Regions from separate parts of the Mus musculus genome. Here regions 1 and 3 are each linked to region 2. A link is a contact called in public HiChIP or PLAC-seq data. All regions are on one chromosome and are shown on one strand. The core of a region is the stretch at or near the end of the contact, and the rest is flanking DNA. Distances in the headings are between cores, read along the strand shown. Region 1 holds the start of Gpr3 (G-protein coupled receptor 3). Region 2 holds the start of Tent5b (terminal nucleotidyltransferase 5B). Region 3 overlaps Gm34296.

Evidence for each region. HiChIP or PLAC-seq counts read pairs in DNA pulled down with a chosen protein or histone mark.
Region 1: a FOXA1 HiChIP or PLAC-seq map of pancreatic cancer cells shows a contact between it and region 2. The contact joins the promoter of Gpr3 here to the promoter of Tent5b in region 2. A contact is called at or near these places in 4 of 39 promoter capture datasets (embryonic stem cells, hematopoietic stem and progenitor cells and liver), 4 of 115 datasets of contacts at active chromatin or transcription factors (bone marrow-derived macrophages, embryonic stem cells and pancreatic cancer cells) and 2 of 9 other capture datasets (adipose tissue and macrophages).
Region 3: an H3K4me3 HiChIP or PLAC-seq map of bone marrow-derived macrophages shows a contact between it and region 2, with 2.6 times the contacts expected there. The contact joins the enhancer-like site here to the promoter of Tent5b in region 2. A contact is called at or near these places in 2 of 39 promoter capture datasets (both in embryonic stem cells), 5 of 115 datasets of contacts at active chromatin or transcription factors (bone marrow-derived macrophages, embryonic stem cells, extraembryonic endoderm stem cells and 1 more) and 1 of 9 other capture datasets (pancreatic islet).

Annotation. Positions count from the first base shown.
Region 1 is chr4:133,211,067-133,214,218 of GRCm38.p6, reverse strand. Gpr3 (G-protein coupled receptor 3) reads left to right here and starts at 1,683. Exons shown (of 2, transcript NM_008154.3): 1 at 1,683-1,800; 2 at 2,855-3,152. The coding sequence starts at 2,860.
Region 2 is chr4:133,478,395-133,481,506 of GRCm38.p6, reverse strand. Tent5b (terminal nucleotidyltransferase 5B) reads right to left here and starts at 1,374. Exons shown (of 2, transcript NM_175307.6): 1 at 944-1,374. The coding sequence starts at 1,207. It overlaps Gm13257 (a long non-coding RNA gene), which reads left to right. Exons shown (of 3, transcript XR_390815.4): 3 at 1-30.
Region 3 is chr4:133,803,178-133,806,303 of GRCm38.p6, reverse strand. It overlaps Gm34296, which reads left to right. Exons shown (of 4, transcript XM_030253992.1): 3 at 1,174-1,216. Among named protein-coding and RNA genes, the nearest start is that of Gm25270, 7.0 kb to the right of the region's middle. Within about 2 kb of position 1,698, at least 72 of the 459 cell types and tissues checked have an H3K27ac peak or open chromatin away from gene starts, as enhancers often do. A contact at or near this core is called in bone marrow-derived macrophages and memory CD8 T cells, where this site is marked.

The DNA.
Region 1 (3,152 bases), core at 434-2,933, 270 kb after region 2:
AGGAGCCTGCAGCAGGAGAGCCCCATCTAGCCTGGTCCCACAAAGGCAGAGCCTCCTGTGACCACTCTTCATTTTCTTTGTGCCCTCCTGTGTTTCCCTGACATCCTCTACTGGCCAGATACACCACTGACAGCCAATATACAGCCCCGTGCTGCTAACGGGCCAACTGCCCCCAGCAGTCCCCAGCCGTTTAGACATGAAAAAACAGCTTCAGAGAGCCTAACAGGGCCTCAAAGTCACAGGGTTCGGAAGCGTGGATTAGGCTTGGAGGCCTGACCTCCTCCACCAGCTGAACTCCCCATATCCCGCCCAAACCCTGCCAGTCTCCAGCCCATGCTCTGTCATCTCTGTGAGGCTATGACGCATTCCCTGACTCCTGGCCTCCTTCCTTTCCTCAGCCTCAGACCGACATCCGACCCCTGACTCCCATCACCCTCCTAAAGTCTTGAACATTCCAGAGACGATCAAAGGGAGAAAGGACAGTACTGGTGCCTAGGGTTAGATCTGATGGGGCATTTCCCTAGGGATGGCGCAGGCAGGTCTAGTAAAGAGCAAGTTTTCTTTCTGCCCCACCCCCTGGGGTACCTAAGCCGGTGCTCAGGAAGGCTGCTCTGAGCACGGAGCTGCCGAGTCCTTCTGCTTCCAAGTTCTTCCCGGCTCCCTATCTCCTGCTGCTTCGGGGAAGTGACCACCCCCGCCCCCCCCCAGCCCTCGCTCTGGCTTTTCAGATCCTTGAATAAATAATTGAGGTTTTGAAATCTTGCCAGGCGCACCCTCCCATGCAGAGAGGACGCTATTGGGTCCACATGAGTGACGTCACCCAGCTCCTTATTCCAACCCCAACATCACGGGACCTGTCCTGACAGCAACTTACCTGCTGGGTCGCTGTCCAGTCAGACTTCCTACCCTGTTCCCTCACTCTGGGGCCCACACACAAGTCATTTGGTCTTTACTTCAGGACCCCACAGCTCTCATTTAGCTTCGTCACCTCAGTCCTTTATAGCACTTAACAGGGTCACAGTGACCTGAAGTTCCTTCACCTGCACACTCATCTCCAAAGCCTTGTCACCACTTCTGTTACCCTAGGGTCCCCGAGCTCCATCATGCTGCAGTCATCCTGACAATGCTGTGGCTGTCCTGAGGAGGCCTACACCCCGCTACCGTCAACGTCCCACAGCCGCCATCCTCCAAGATCCTGTCACCGTGCTCATATCGTCACAGCCACCCACCTCCCTGCTCCCTCGTGCTCCTGTCACCGTCGCCTCGGGGCCCTATCAGAGGCAGAGCCTGTCATCCTCACCGGGGACGCCCATTTCGCTCCATCACCTGTCTTATGTCAGCTCGTTTCTGCCACCGAAGGTACTCATCACCCCCGCAGACTATCCCAATCCCTTGACCTCTTCCCACATCCTCTGTGACCTCCCCGAGTCTCTTTTAAGGCTCTCCCACTAGTGTCCCCAAAACCCCCGACCCGCAGAGGGCGCCGCGTCAAGGACAGAGAGCCGGCTCCGGAGGGGGCGGGGCCGCGGCCACGGTCACTTTTTATGAATGGGGGAGCGGGCGGCGCGAGGCCTCATTACTATGCCGCGCAGCACGCGCTGCGCTCCAGCGCGCAGCGCCCATTGGCCTGCTGGGCTTCTGGCGTCACCAAACCGGTGGCCGGGGGCGGGGCGGGGCGGGGTGACTCACGCCGCGTCTCCCGCGGCCGCGGGGGCTTCTTGGGGTCCGCGCACACCTTGCTCTGCCAGAACCTGAGTGGAGGCGCCCCGCGGCCCGGCCGCACCCGGTCCTGAGCCACCGGTGAGTAGTGGGCCCTGCCGCGGGTACCCGGAGTCTGGGAGGACACAGCGTGCAGGGGCGCCGGGCCGGCGGAAGGCTGCTTGCCCCTGCTCAGGGTCGGGGGGTCGTACCTGGGACTCTGGATGTGCAGAGTCTGCATAAGCAGGCAGCTCCCCAAGTGTTCGGGTGCTCTCGAGTGGTATGATGGGGTGACCCGGCAAAGGGTGAGCATTCCTGCGGGACCTGAGGCCCTAGAGGGACGGGCGGTCATCTGAGGTTGGGAGAACAGGAGGCGTCTGGGGCGGGCACCTAGACGTCCGAGTAGCGGGTGGTGTCTTATTTGGGGCTTCGGCTATCCAAGGCAGGAGGCGGAGTCAGGCCCAAGATCCAGGTGTCCGGGCAGAAGGAGGGGTCTGACTCAGGAATCCGGCTTTCACCAGGGGGTGTCTGCTACGGAGACCCAGTGGTTAGGAGGAAGAAGGGGGCAGTGTGTGTGGGGTGTCTGTCCGGAGTCAGAAGTCTGGGAGAGTGTAGGGGAAATGAGTTCCCAGGTGTTACCCTGGGAATGTCGAGTGGGGGCTGGCAAGAAGCTGCACCGGCTTTGCCTGGGGGCGGAGCTTGAGGCTGGCAGTGCCCATGAATCGTGAGGGGTCTGGGAGCTTCAGGAACCAAGTCATCGTGTCTGGTGGGAGGGAGCTGACTGCTCTTCTTCTTGACGTGTTTCCCTCCCCTATTCATGAGCCTATTGAGGGCACACCTTGAATCCTGTGCTTCCCCTATTCACTTATGGTAAGCTTTGATTCACTTCTTTGACCACGTGTGGCCAAGAGGTCTTCAGGACTTAGAGGAATGGAGGGGAGGGTGAAGGGACACAGAAAAGGGATCACCGAGAAAAAGGGACCCCTGTTTAGAGGCCTGGAGGCATCAGAGGACAAAAACCACAGGACATGAATTGGGGGTGTGGGGTGTGCAGGACATCCGTACCCTACCTGTTATCCTGACAGCTTTCTTTTCTCGAAGGGCCTCCTGTCAGGATACGGGCCTGCCAGCATCTCATAGGACCTTTCTTCTACAGGTACCATGATGTGGGGAGCAGGAAGCTCTATGGCCTGGTTCTCAGCTGGCTCAGGCAGTGTGAACGTGAGCAGCGTGGACCCAGTAGAGGAACCCACAGGCCCAGCTACACTGCTGCCCTCTCCCAGGGCCTGGGATGTGGTGCTGTGCATCTCAGGCACCCTGGTGTCCTGCGAGAACGCGCTGGTGGTGGCCATCATTGTGGGCACTCCTGCCTTCCGCGCCCCCATGTTCCTGCTGGTGGGTAGCTTGGCCGTAGCAGACCTGCTGGCAGGCCTGGGCCTGGTCCTGCACTTTGC
Region 2 (3,112 bases), core at 125-2,624:
ACTTTTCTGGGTTTCATTATACAGGGACTTCAGGACTAGATGTTGAGTTTGGGAATCTGGGGAGTGGGGTGGGATGGGGATGGGGGGGGAGAGGAACTGTTGATCAGATACCATCTGTTCCTGGGGAGCTCCAGGACTCCCTCCCTGAACCTGACCTCCACCTCACTGGATAGCCTTTGGTAGGTAGCTCACCCTCCCACCCGAGGCCTCAGTTAGAATGGGGTATAAGAACGGGCATCCTCTGGTATTTCAGAATTCCACAGTGCTCGGGCTGTATGCAGAAAGAGCAAGTTTGGGGTCTTGCAGGGTTAGGTTAAAAGAGCTGTAGTTTGATGGGGGAGGGGGGCAGCTGCCAGAATCTGATCCTCAGGAGGGAGATAGTGTTTTGGGGTCTGAACCTTGGGCCGGCCTTCATTCTAGCCTTAAGGGAGAAGGAACCCCTAAAATGGAAATTTGATGCTATCTTCAAAGGGGTGAGGTCTCCGGTCTGGCCGCAACACGTGGGAGGTTGGGAGCTTTCCCAGGAATTTCTGGGCTGTTTCACCTAGCCAAGGCTTCTTGAGCTAAGGGTTGTGGGAACACAAGGGCAGAGTGCCCTAGAACCCTGAGGGTGCAGGAGGTCCAAGGATGTGAGGTAGAAGAAGAAAAGCTATTCTGGAACCAGGTACACACCCTCCTCACTGGCGACTGCCAGGGCGATGTCCCATCTAGTGCCTCCTCCATCTCCACCCCATTTCCCAGCCAGGGTCTTGGTGAGTGGTTCCCAAGGGAATAAGAGGTCCCCAGAACGGCAAGCAGGCAAGCTCAGCAGGGTGCAGGAAGAGCTGAACTAGTAGTCGGGTTCCTGTTTCTTAGTTTCCCTAGCTTCCCGGCCAGTCATAGACTCCAGGTACCTTGCAGCAGAGCACCACCCCACCCCCGACCCTGCCAGGGTCCCCCTCACCTGCACGATCTGCTGGGGCTGCACGCTCAGCGTGGGGAAGTTGCCTCGTCCGTGAATGGGGATCGGCTCTTTCAGCAGCGCGTCCAGCCGCTTCACCTGTGGCCAGCTCAGCCGACTCTGGTGCCGTCCCAGGGAGGCCGAGGAGGCCTCCGGGTCCGGGCCGCCGCCGGCCGCCCCAGCCGTGGCCACTGCCGAGGCTGCACCGGTCCCCACCTGCGCAGCTGGCTGCTCCAGGCTCTCAGCTCCACTCTCCGACGGCATCATTCACCCGGCCCCGGTGCCTGGACGGCAGAAACCCGGGAATGGTGAAGGCGAGGAGGGCAGGGAGAGTGGCTGTGCACGGGCCAAGGCGGGGTGCGGGGACCCGGCGGCGGCGAGGCAAACCCAGGGAACACCCCCGACGGCAGGGAGGACTAACAGATCTTAGAGCCAGGCGGCTCGGGCCCAGCTGACACTTATAGGCCGCGGGCCGCACGCCCATTGGTCAGCACAGCTGTCACACAGCAGGAGATGCCCTCCTCTTGTCCCTCCCCCTATCACGGGCCAACACAGTTTTGCAAGGGAATCGCTGGCTCTCAGGAGTTTCTGATTGGCTGAAAGGCACGCCCCTTCCCCGCCCCCTCTCTCGGACCGAATTCCCTCCTTTGGTCTTTAAAGAAGCTGCTGCTTGCGATTGGCCCGAGCCTGCCGGGACTTAGAGGGACAGCGCCCTCCAGCGGCAGAAGTCGAGGGAGGTCTGTGTAGAGTAATGTTGCCGTGTTGACAAGGCGGCCCGGCCGCTTTCTAATTTATTCCTTTGATTGGCCCTTCGAATTACCGCATGCCTGGCGTACCTGTTCCATCTTAGGTGAGGTGAAATCTGCTTAGAGAGAGGGCGTTATTACCCATCATCATGTAGCATGTGAGTGTCAGTTATGGTCCTGATGGAGGTTTAAAGATCTATGTAGCTCTTTGCTCCATCTGGGCCCACCCAGGGTTTTTCTGGGATGGATATTACTATTTTTTTTCTCTTTCTCTCTACAGATCATAGAGGCCGAGGCTTATTGCTACTTTTGAATCTTATCCCCTCCTCCTTTTCAGATTTTAAATATATGTGTCATGGGCAGGAGGGAGAATCGAAATCGAATCGCCCTGTTCATCGCCGCAGTATTTTTTTCTTGTCATTCTCGTAATAATAATATAGCAAATTCTGTAGCCTTCCATTTTCCTAAAAGGCAGACTAAGGATTAAAAGACAGGGAAGAAGAATCCAGGACTTAGAAACAGCTACTATACCCCAGTTTCTGTCAGGGCACAGCTTGACCTGCCTCAAACCAGAACACACATTTCTTCTTTCTGAAAGCCGGCCCCAGCCTCAGGCCACTCTAAAAACCCCTGGAGGAGGCCCCGTGTGTTCCACCAGATGTGTAACCCCAGCATTCCAGTGGTGTGGGCAGGAGGATAAGACGTTCAGTTATCCTTGTCTGCCTGTTGAGTTCTGGGTCAGCCGGGGATATACAGTGAGACCCTGTCAACAACAACATCAACAGGCTGGAGATATAAAGCGCTGACCAATTGCTCGCCTAGTGTGCCGGAGACCCAGGCTTCAACCTCTGGTGCCACAAAACGAGGGAAATAAAAATGAGATCTTTGACTGAGTTGTCTCTGAACTCTAGATCCCCGAGGCTACTGATGAAAGCGTTTGAGGTCCAGGCATAATACTCTCCTGCACATGGATTTGGCTCAGTGGCTCGGAATGCTTGCCTAGTGCAAGATCCTGGGTCTAATCCCCAAGCCCCCAAACCAACACAAGCCACCACAAAGCCACAGCATAGCCCCTGACACATTCTCCCTCTGAGCCTCCAGGAGACGTGGGGGAGGGGAGAAGGAAACTTACCTTCTCTTAAACCTCTACTATGCACTAAGTCATGTTACATATGTAACTACTCATTCCTGAGAATATGCCTCAGCAGGTGAGATCATTTTTCTAGATATGCAGATTAAGAAACCAAGGCTCCAGAGGTCGTGAGTGCCCAAAATCATACAACCACTAATTGGCAGTATAGGGCTTGAATTCATGTCTCCTGACTCTGTTGTCAACCCCTCCTCTTAGAAGTTGGCACAGGTCACAGGGTCACATTTGGCACAGCCCTGGCACTACCCACAACACCCATCCATTTGTTTATTCATT
Region 3 (3,126 bases), core at 449-2,948, 320 kb before region 2:
AATAATTACATAAGGAAAATAGTGGGAGAAACTCAGTAGTACCTCCCTGGTCAAGTCATCAAACCTAATGTCCCTCTTGTTGGGACAAACTGACTAAATATGCCACTATAAGAAGTCATGAGGGCTGGCGAGATGGCTCAGTGGTTAAGAGCACTGACTGCTCTTCCAAAGGTCCCAAGTTCAAATCCCAGCAACCACATGGTGGCTCACAACCATCCGTAACAAAATCTGATGCCCTCTTCTGGAGTGTCTGAAGTCAGCCACAGAGTACTTACATATAATAAATAAATAAATCTAAAAAAAAAAAAAAGAAGAAGAAGAAGAAGAAGTCATAAGGGGGCTGGAGAGATTTCTCAGAGTTGAGAGCACTTGCTGATAACTTGGTGTTGTGTTGCATGCCTTTGATCTCAGCACTTAGGCAGGCAGAGACAGTGAGTTGGAGGCCAGCCTGGTCTATGTATAGTGAGTTCCAGGGCAACCAAGGCTACACAGAGAAACCCTGTCTCAAAACAACAACAACAACAACAACAACAACAACAACAACAACAGGCATCCGAAGACTGACATCCTTCAGTACCAGGATCTGCACCGATCTACATTCATGTAATTAAAAATAAAAGAGGCCATGAGGTCATGGCATTGCTGCAGTGGTAATTCTACCAGAAACGCACATGCTTTATCTAGTCACGAGGAAATGTCAAATAAACCCCACTGAGAGCCATTTTATAAACTAACTGACCGGTACTGTTCAAACACGTCATGAAGGTCAGAAAACCGAAAAGAAAAGTCTGGGGAACTGGGCAAGACTTAAGGAGACAAATGGATCGCAAAAACTAAAGGTGATGGTGATCGCGTGGATTTGGTTCTGGAGCAGGAAAAATGGTGGCTTAATGATGTTGTTAGGACGACTGACGGAATCTAAGAGGAGCCACGAGGTTGAATAGCTGTATAGCAAACGCTGTTAGATTGTTGTACAATGCTGTGGTTACGTGAAGGAATAATGTTCTTGGTAGAGAGAGAAGTAAAAGCATATGATGTTCCTCTAGTCAAACAGTTCAGAAAAAAAAAATGTGCAAATATTTGTAACTATGTTTGTAAAGACAGAAAGCAAAACCAAACAGAACAAAATGGAAACAACTTAGGATTTGAATTTTTTTTTTTTTTCCTTTTCAGATAGTCTTACAGCCCAGCCTGGTCTGGAAGTCACTGAGGAACTGTGAGTGCCCCTGAACTCCCTGATACTTCTCCTTCCACTTCCCTTGCAGGTGCAAAACTGGAGATTTTTGAAAACTGTTCACGTGTTCAAGATCACCCAGCAGAGCCGGGCGTGGTGGCGCACACCTTTAATCCCAGCACTCGGGAGGCAGAGGCAGGCGGATCTCTGAGTTCGAGGCCAGCCTGGTCTACAGAGTGAGTTTCAGGACAGCCAGGGCTATACAGAGAAACCCTGTCTCGAAAAACCAGCAGCTATTGGAGGAGTCGGGGCAAACCCCAGCTCTCCAGACATTGGTCACAACAGCAACTGATTCCATCAACGTTTGCATTTGGATGGCAAAAGTTGAGCTGCCCTGAAACTTCTCTTTTCAGTTTTTTTGTTTTTTTGTTTTTTTAGTTCCTTTTAGCTGGTTCCTTCTAGAGAACTCCAGAGTGCTGTAACTAAACGTTTCTTGTTTCTTTCAGTTCCCTCATGAGGACGAGGCAGGGATGGGTTCGATGATTCTGAGCCCTGCAGTTGGCACGCCCCTTTCCTCTCATAGGCTCCCCACTGCACCACTGCCAGCCCTTTCCTGCTTACTCTTGGTGGCTTTTTTGTGTGGTACTGTTTGTCTTCTTTCACAGAGGGATGAATTTAATCAGATACCACCTCCATTTTTTTTTTTTTTTTTCGAGACAGGGTTTCTCTGTATAGCCCTGGCTGTCCTGGAACTCACTGTGTAGGATTTGAACTCATATATAACCACCACCTGCCTCTGCCTCTAGAGCATGGTGGTCAAAGGCATGCACCACCACACCCAACGAGGCTACTCTAGTTCCTTCTCTTTTTCTTAAATTGTTATTTATTTTTCTATTTTTCTTTTCTTTTTGTTTTCAGGTTTTTTTGCTTTTTTTTTCTCTTCTTTCTTTTTTTGTTTGTTTGTTTGTTTTTGTTTTTGAAATAGAGTTTCTCTGTGTAGCCCTGGCTGTCCTGGAACTCACTCTGTAATCCAGGCTGACCTCAAACTCAGAGATCACCCTGCCTCTAATAACTCCTGAGTGCTGTTATTAAAGGTGTGCACCTGTATATATGTGTATGCATGCCATGGTGTGTATGTGGGAGTCAGGGGACAACTAGGAATTGGTTCTCTCTTTCATCCTGTGGGCTGTTGGGACTAAAGTCGTCAGGCTAGGCAGTAAATGCCTTTACCAATGAGCAAAGCCTGGGATCAATCACTAGGCCTTCATCATGCTAAACTCCAGGATTATGCCTCTCCCTCCTCCCTCCTCTAGTGTCCATTTTGGAAAAAAAAAAAAGAAAAAGAAAAAGAAAGGTCCTACACTGGGTGTTGGTGGCACACACCTTTAGTTCCAGCATCTAGGAGACAGAGGCAGATCAATCCCTTGAGTTTGAGGTCAGCCCTGTCTACAGAGTGAGTTCTAGGACAGTCAGGACTTCATGGACAAATCCTGTTTTGAAAAAAGAAAAGAAAGAAAGAAAGAAAGAGAAAAAGAAAAGGAAAAAGAAAAAGAAAGAAAGCCATCTATACACTAAGCAAGCACTCTACCACTGAGTCTCATCACAGGCTATCCCCATATTCCTTATTCCTTTCTTCTTCTTTTTCTTCTTCTTTTTCTTCTTCCTTCTTCTTCTTCTTCTTCTTCTTCTTCTTCTTCTTCTTCTTCTTCTTCTTCTTCTTCTTCTTGTTCTTCTTGTTCTTCTTGTTCTTCTTGTTCTTCTTCTTCTTGTTCTTCTTCTTCTTCTTCTTCTTCCTCCTCCTCCTCCTCCTCCTCCTCCTCCTCCTCCTCCTCCTCCTCCTCCTCCTCCTCCTCCTCCTCCTCCTCCTCCTCCTCCTCCTTCTTCTTCTTCTTCTTCTTCTTCTTCTTCTTCTTCTTCTTCGTTTTTTTGAGACAGGATTTCTCTGTATAGCC